Linked DNA regions of Pan troglodytes: region 2 is linked to region 1. A link is a contact called in public Hi-C data. All regions are on one chromosome and are shown on one strand. Each heading gives the region's core, a stretch centred on a gene start, on an enhancer-like site or on the middle of the called end of the contact. The rest is flanking DNA. Distances are from core to core; before and after follow the strand shown.

Region 1 (3,445 bases), core at 79-2,578:
TTTTTCCCCTTCAACATTTGCTCTTCCAAATTTGAATCAGATTTTTGGTGATTAATAGCTCTTTTCCTCTGGTACTGTTTTAGGAGTCAGTTTGAAACAACGTACTTATCTTAGTACATTTTCCACTGGGGGAGTCATTAGTATTAATGGAGTGCTGACATCATTCATACACTGAAACCCACTATGTGCCTAGTGGCCAGTGTTGGGCAGCTTTGTGGTATAAATGGTTCTTGACATCAAGAAGCTTACCCACGAGTGGAGCACTGCACTTGGGCTTAGGAACACTGGCTCTAAGGGATGTCAATAAACTCTTCAACCATACTACCTTTATTTTCCGTTCTTTGCTACCCTGCAGGCCTAGGAAATTTTCTGGTGACTGCCAGTCTGGGTCTAGTTTCTGTGTTCTCCCTGGCAATTGGTCTTTACCTCTGTGATATCACTTCTCACACAGCTTCATCCTCATCTTTTATCTGTTTTTGTGTCTCCAGTGACTAGAAGCCTCTTTGGGATAAAGGCTGATCTTTTATCTCTGTATTACCAAGGTGAGCTTCACATGTTGAGTGCTCAACAAAATATTTTTTTGTTGAATGAATAAATATATTAGCCAACCTTATATATTTGGATTTTCAAGAGATCAGAGAGAATGAGGTTATCATACATCTACACTGTCTTAAATTTCTCAAGAGTGAAGCCTAAATCAGTGATTCTCAAAATGTAGTGCCTGGACCAGCAACATCTGCATCAATTTGTAACTTGTTAGAAATGCAAATTCCCAGGCCCCAGACTTAGTGATGCAGACATTCTGGGGGTGCAGCCCAGCAATTTGCATTTCAACAAGCTCTCCTGGTGATTCTGATACATGCTAAAATTTGAGAACCACTGACCTAGATCTTCCCACTCCTAACATGCACACACTGCTCACAGTTCAGTGTAAACCCAGGTGCACCCTGATCCCATGTCTTCAAAAATGGAAGTACCATACTTCTTTAACCCAACTTTTAAATCTATGCAAAGAAAGTCATTAGTTAACCTACTTTGGCAAAAACTCCAAATTATCCTCATTGCTCCCCGATGGTGAGGTGTTTGGGATTGAATTCCCAAATAATTGCTTCAATTAGCCAATTTATTTCGCTTAGGTAGGCACAGCTGGAGGTAATAGCATCCACTGTATCCTAAAGGTGTTCCAGCCTCTTCCCCTCAGGTTGACGCCAACTACAGACCTGCTGAGGAGGGGGAATTAACCACTTGGCGAGAGAATAGAGCCAGTATCTGCACCTATTTGGCCACGTTAACAGTTTTCTTTCTTCTACATCCTGGTTCTTTTGATCTTATGCTACTAAGGTCTGGCCTGTGAGTCATAGAAGGAAGTGCTTTCCCATATAGTCAAGCACACTTGGGGAGCATCTCCCCATAGTTGGAATCATAATAGAAGAAGGGAAGTAACTGGAGGAAGTTCAGCTGTCTATTGTCTCAGCTGCTTTGATTTTCCTGTTAAGTGGCATTTTGCATGAATGTGAACTGAAATTGAAGTTTGTGCACCTTTTGAATGTTATTGCCATCATAGTCACAGGGACACACTTTATTTCTGAAACCCTGGGATGAGAATTTTGAGGCAAGTAATTACAAGCAATCCTTGTTGGTATTAAGAAATAATCAGATTACTTACAAGGATTACACATCTTGAAAAATAAAAGAATGCTTCAGGAGCTAGTGACATAGAAAGTATTTTCATTTTCTTCAAGTTGCGCCTAAAAGCAGTAACTTTTTTTTTAGCCATGCTTCAAGAATACTTTCTATTAAATATTTGAAACCTGGTACCAATAACTTTTTGTTTGCCTTTAAGACAAAATTGACTCACTTGATAGAGTCTTCTCTCTTTCAGAGTTGGAAGGTTTAGGTGAAGAAATGTCTGAAGAAAATTTCATTTCTCAGCACATATTTCTGAGCCTGTTTGGGAGTGACAGTAATGGCATTACAAGGTATTGAAGCGGTGTTCCTGGAAGCTAGTAGAGAGGTCAGAGCAGTGTGAAAATTTCCAGCAAATCTGTCAAGCATCCTGCAGCTCTGGAACATAGCACAGAGTGTTTTCATTAGTGGTCAGAGTCAAGGAAGGTGGTCAAGTCCCAATACTGACATTTAGAGATCACACCATAGTTGATGTTTAGTGTTTTTTAGCTGGGACATGTGTCCAGTGGAACATTCTGAGTGGATATGCATATTTTAGCCCACTATGGTTTAAATATTTGGAAGCTATAGAAAATTAAGGAAACATTAGGTTTTAATTACTGCAAATTTAGGTGTTACTTATGGCAGAGGAGTTTTAAAAATGGTAATATTCTAATAACCTGGGAATAATCCACTCAATAAGAGCCAAGATAGAAAAGAAACCTACTACTTTTATTCATTTCCTAGCCCATTTATTTACTTGTGCAAGCATAAGTAAATCACATAAACACTCCTGAGTGTTTATTATGTTCCAGAAGCAGAGAGCCTAGAGGTCAACATGACAGCTCCTGCCTCAAGGAGCTTTCCGTCTTCTCTAGTTGCTTCTACTTATCTCCATTGTACCCTGGAAGACAAGTCAATAGTAATTGTAATTTAGTGTAATACATATACTTGCTTCCTTTCCAGAGTGGCTGTCCTTTTCAGAATACCTCTAAAAAAAGGAAACAATTTTTTTTAAAGTGAACAACTATTTGAATAATATTTCCAGAGCAGCTTCTAGGAGCTCAAATCTTAGTCTTTGCTCCACATGATGTAGAGACCCCAGTCTGGTTCCTCAATAGTTCCCAGGGGATTGTTCCAAATAGTAGTTGGTTTTTTTGGGGGGGAACAACTGAATTCTTTTGAGAATAGGAACAGCTACTGATGGGAGACTGCTCAGTATAATTCATTCTCTTACCCTAAAAGGATGAGAAACTGCCCTTTTGAGAATGGACTTAGGCAGCTTTGTATTTCTTTATTGTGGTGGTATGTGCCAGTGCAGGAAGGAGACAGCTTCTCTCCTACCTCCACTCTAACATGGCAAACATTTTGTCAGATAAATGAGCATTTCCCTTAAAACTGATTGATTTGGAAGGAACAGTAGTGTTTAGTCTGAATGATACTCCCAAGCTAAGAAGTGTATCATTGTGGTTTTTTTTTTTTGCATTAACAAGGGTTAATAAATAATAATCTTTCCTAATTCTTGCTTTTCACAGTGCCAGTCTCTAATTGACTTGGCATTTTGGGTAGAACTTGATCATGTCCCTGTTGAAGTCACTGAGAATCCCCATCAGCAATCTTGCAGTAATCTTGCAGCAAAATCTGCCACTCAAAACTTCGTGGCTCTTGAATAGAGCCAGCTTGAAATCTTGGCCAGGATCTTTGAACTCCAGCCCAGCCAGGCTGATGTGACTCTGGATTTATCTCTCAGCAGGATGTCTCCCAGAATTGGCAGTCTCTG
Region 2 (3,581 bases), core at 211-2,710, 340 kb before region 1:
CATGCACAATTGCTGATCCATCTGCCTACTACATAGATGTCTGTGGTTATATATGCTTGAATAATTATTGAAAATTAAATAACATCATAAACAGTCAAATTAATTTATCTGAGCATACCAAAGGCAGGAAGCCTGCTCTAGGATAAAACATTATTTGCCTGGAGAAACATAAAGACAGATTTATCTTATACACCAAATTTCTCACATTCTATTCTAACTTGATGGAGTTTTCTTTGTTTTTGTTTTTGTTTTCTTAAAGAAACCTGAAAGTTGAAAAACAAAGCACTTGAGAAGTATTATGGAATAGCAACACACCTTAGCTAGATGAGTAATTTAAAATTTTAGTCTAAATATATTTCACTGTCAAAATAAGTCCATAGTGTGTCTCCTCTAATAACATAACCAAGTACAGCCGTTTCAGTAAGAAATGGTTTCTTTGAATGTTTTAAGATAATACAGAAGTGTAAAAGGAAAAATTCCTCACTTGTCTTCTATTTCTACAATAGCAGGAGTCATTGTAAAATACAGAAGGTTGAACTGCAGGGTCTATGAAAATTGAGTTAATCCAAATTTCAGCAGAAGGCTTGAAGAAAAGTTTGTTGATGAGAAAACACACACACACACACACACACACACACACAACAAAAAAAAAACATGGGACAACGATCACCTAGGCCCAAGTTGCAATCAGATGGAAGGCAGAGGAGAATGAGGCCCCATATTTTAAATGCAACCAAGATGGATAGACATTTACAGAATAGTTTTCCCAGAGTAGAGAGATTTAGAAAGCCCTAGAGAATGCAAGTTTGAACCTTGTATTTCTACTACAGGTTCTTTCAGAAGGTGAAATTCAGACAGGATCCAGATACCTGCTGTAATTGAGGTATTTGCTCACCTCCAATTGGTCTCTAACTAACCTCAGTCCTGCCTCACAGGGATCAGATCAGGGCTGTGAAGAATGGGTGGACAGTTATCAACACTCTGTCTGAGACTCAGCCTCATCTTGGCCAGATAGTTCAGAATATGGGGACTGGGCGATGCTTAAAGACTGAGGATGGTGTGATTTCAAGGTGATATCAATAAATCAAGAAGAAGAGGGCTTCCAAATCAAATTTAATACCCAAGGAAAGATCTGCATTTCAATATGGAAGGGCACTCCTTTTGCTAAGCACTTTAAAGACCCAAATATACCCATGCCAGGGACATTTTAGCATGAAGCCTATAAAGAAGTACACTTGCACACACAACACTCTCTTTAAAAAAAAAAAAAAAAAAGATAAATGTGGCAACCAGGTGAAAGGAACAAGGTAATTCTAAAAGTCCTAGCTTTCACTTGGCAGGAGATTTGGGTAATAGCTTGCCAATTGCTGGTAACTGCTGCCAAGTATGAGGACTGCTGTGCTCAAATTGCTGGCAATGGCCACCTATTGTTTGTGAATGACTGTCTTAGCAGGGGACTCTGCAGAGAGGCTACTCAGGTCAGCAGGGAGGAGGATTTGGCCAATACTCCCAGTGGTCATCATAGTCTAATGCAATGAAGTCACAAGACAGCAGCTTTAGAATGAGGACAACTATGAAAATTTCCCTGGAAAAGATTCTGCATCTTGAGCCAGTATATATATTTAAATCTGCAGATAGATATATCCTCTGCAAAATAAATTACAAAATAATATCAATAATTATCCACTCTAATCACTGAACATATACAACATCACAGTGAGCAGCTTGCTGGCTCTTCTCTCTTGGCTGGTGTTCTATTTCTTTAAACTGAGTGGTAATACAGTACACAATGCTCATATATGTGAAAAAAAGACCCCTTTTGGAAATTTTGCTTGGGGAACTCAAATACATACACCTTGACATTTCTTTTACAGCCTAATTTCTTAGCATTATCTGTGAAATACCATTTAAAGTGATTTAAAACAAAAATTGGCTTTTAATTCTTGAAAGTTTTTCCCTTTTCAGGTCAAGAGACAATGCAGACTCTACAAGCTCTAGAGTATATCAGAGGTGGGATTAATCCTAACTCTTCCATTTACAGGCTGTGTGATTATGGCCCATTTCTAAAACTCTCTGAGCTTCAGTATCCTTGTTTATAAAATGCAGCTAATCATAATGCCCTCCTCTGGCTTATTGGAATGAAATGAAATGAGAGTATATGTGTAAAGCAGTTCCTATTACTAAAAAATGTTGGCTACCATTAATCTCTCTATCCATGGTGTACTGTACAAAAAAACAGGATCTTGAGTCAATGAATCTGGCCTTGGGTCCTGATTCTTCTATTTACTAACTGACTCTGGCAAGTTAGATTTCTAAACATTAATTTCTTCAGTGATAAACTTGGAGTGATTATATAATGCCACATTATATAATATCACTTCAGTGTGTTATTGTGAGCATTAAATAATGAATGCTAAGTATGTTTGACAAAGATAAACCAAGATATAAGTTATCATCATCATCATCAACCTGTACCTTAAGTAAATGCCAAAGTCATAACATTGTCATATGTCTTCCTCTACCATAAACTGACTCTCACTGCATAATCCATCTTCCAGCTCAATGGGGCCATGTAACCGAAGAGGAGAGAAAGGTACTTCAATGACTGCTGAAATACCAGTGAAAATGATGGTAAGTGAAAAATAAATCCTTAATTTCCAGCATTGTAAGAGTAAATGGTTCCTTTATGATTAAAGCAGCAGAAAACAGTTTGAATGGGAACCTTGGCTTGAAATATTGTAATCTACAACTAGTTCTGCTTGAACCAAAATACGGATTACTGCTGGCCCTAAATGAAAATGCCCTGATAGTGGGGATACTATCCAGGACAAGAAAAAATGTGAATGAGTCTGTAAGGAAGTGGATATCCAATAGTATCTATTACCTTTCTCAGAAGAAGGGGGGACAATTATGACATTTTTCAGCATTTAGAACCATTTGGCACCCAGAAGAAGTAATCTATAAAGGTGTTTTCAGGCTTATACAGCTTTAGAATCTGACAGTTAACATTAAGATCTTGGCAGTCTGATTAGCCAGGCTTTCTGTTTTTAATCAATTGACTTAATATACTAAATAAGAGAATATAAGCTTGATGCCAACAATACATGGTTGACACTGTTGGTCAATAAAAACTGCAAATGCCAACTTCTCTCACTTCTTTATTAAATTTTAAATTCCACACAAATAACCAGTCTTATCACTTCAGATAAGCTTTGGTTTAAATTACATTTAAAATATGTTTTTCACTTAGTAAGAAAATACCCCCCTCTCACTTCTTCCCTACCTTCCCAAGTCAAAAACAAAGCAAAACAAAAGACTTTTTCAGAAAGATCTTTTACTGAGGTGATTCATAAAAGTTACACTGCTATAGGTTTCTAGGGAAACTTAGCCAATAATCTATGTGCCAAGTCCTTTGTACAAATTAATTTTTAAAATTACAAAATGCTTTGAAAATGGTTATAAGTGCCCTAAAATTTGAAAAGTTATCATCATCAGTTCAGGGAAAAGGCATGAACTTTTTGAGGTTTAAGCAACATCATTTTGCGAATTTCCTTTCTTTGCTGCTCCCTTTTCTTATGAAA

The links. A called contact is a pair of places that touch in the nucleus more often than the background predicts.
Region 2: a contact with region 1 is called in a Hi-C map of induced pluripotent stem cells, with 1.9 times the contacts expected there. The contact joins two enhancer-like sites. A contact is called at or near these places in 2 of 7 Hi-C or Micro-C datasets (induced pluripotent stem cells and stem cell-derived neural progenitor cells) and 1 of 1 datasets of contacts at active chromatin or transcription factors (stem cell-derived excitatory neurons).

The regions. Positions count from the first base shown.
Region 1 is chr9:94,334,809-94,338,253 of NHGRI_mPanTro3-v2.0_pri, reverse strand. No RefSeq gene overlaps it. Among named protein-coding and RNA genes, the nearest start is that of FAT3, 8.1 kb to the left of the region's middle. Within about 2 kb of position 1,328, at least 1 of the 24 cell types and tissues checked has an H3K27ac peak or open chromatin away from gene starts, as enhancers often do. A contact at or near this core is called in induced pluripotent stem cells, where this site is marked.
Region 2 is chr9:94,671,975-94,675,555 of NHGRI_mPanTro3-v2.0_pri, reverse strand. The region is part of intron 3 of FAT3 (FAT atypical cadherin 3); the gene reads right to left. Among named protein-coding and RNA genes, the nearest start is that of FAT3, 330 kb to the right of the region's middle. Within about 2 kb of position 1,460, at least 1 of the 24 cell types and tissues checked has an H3K27ac peak or open chromatin away from gene starts, as enhancers often do. A contact at or near this core is called in induced pluripotent stem cells, where this site is marked.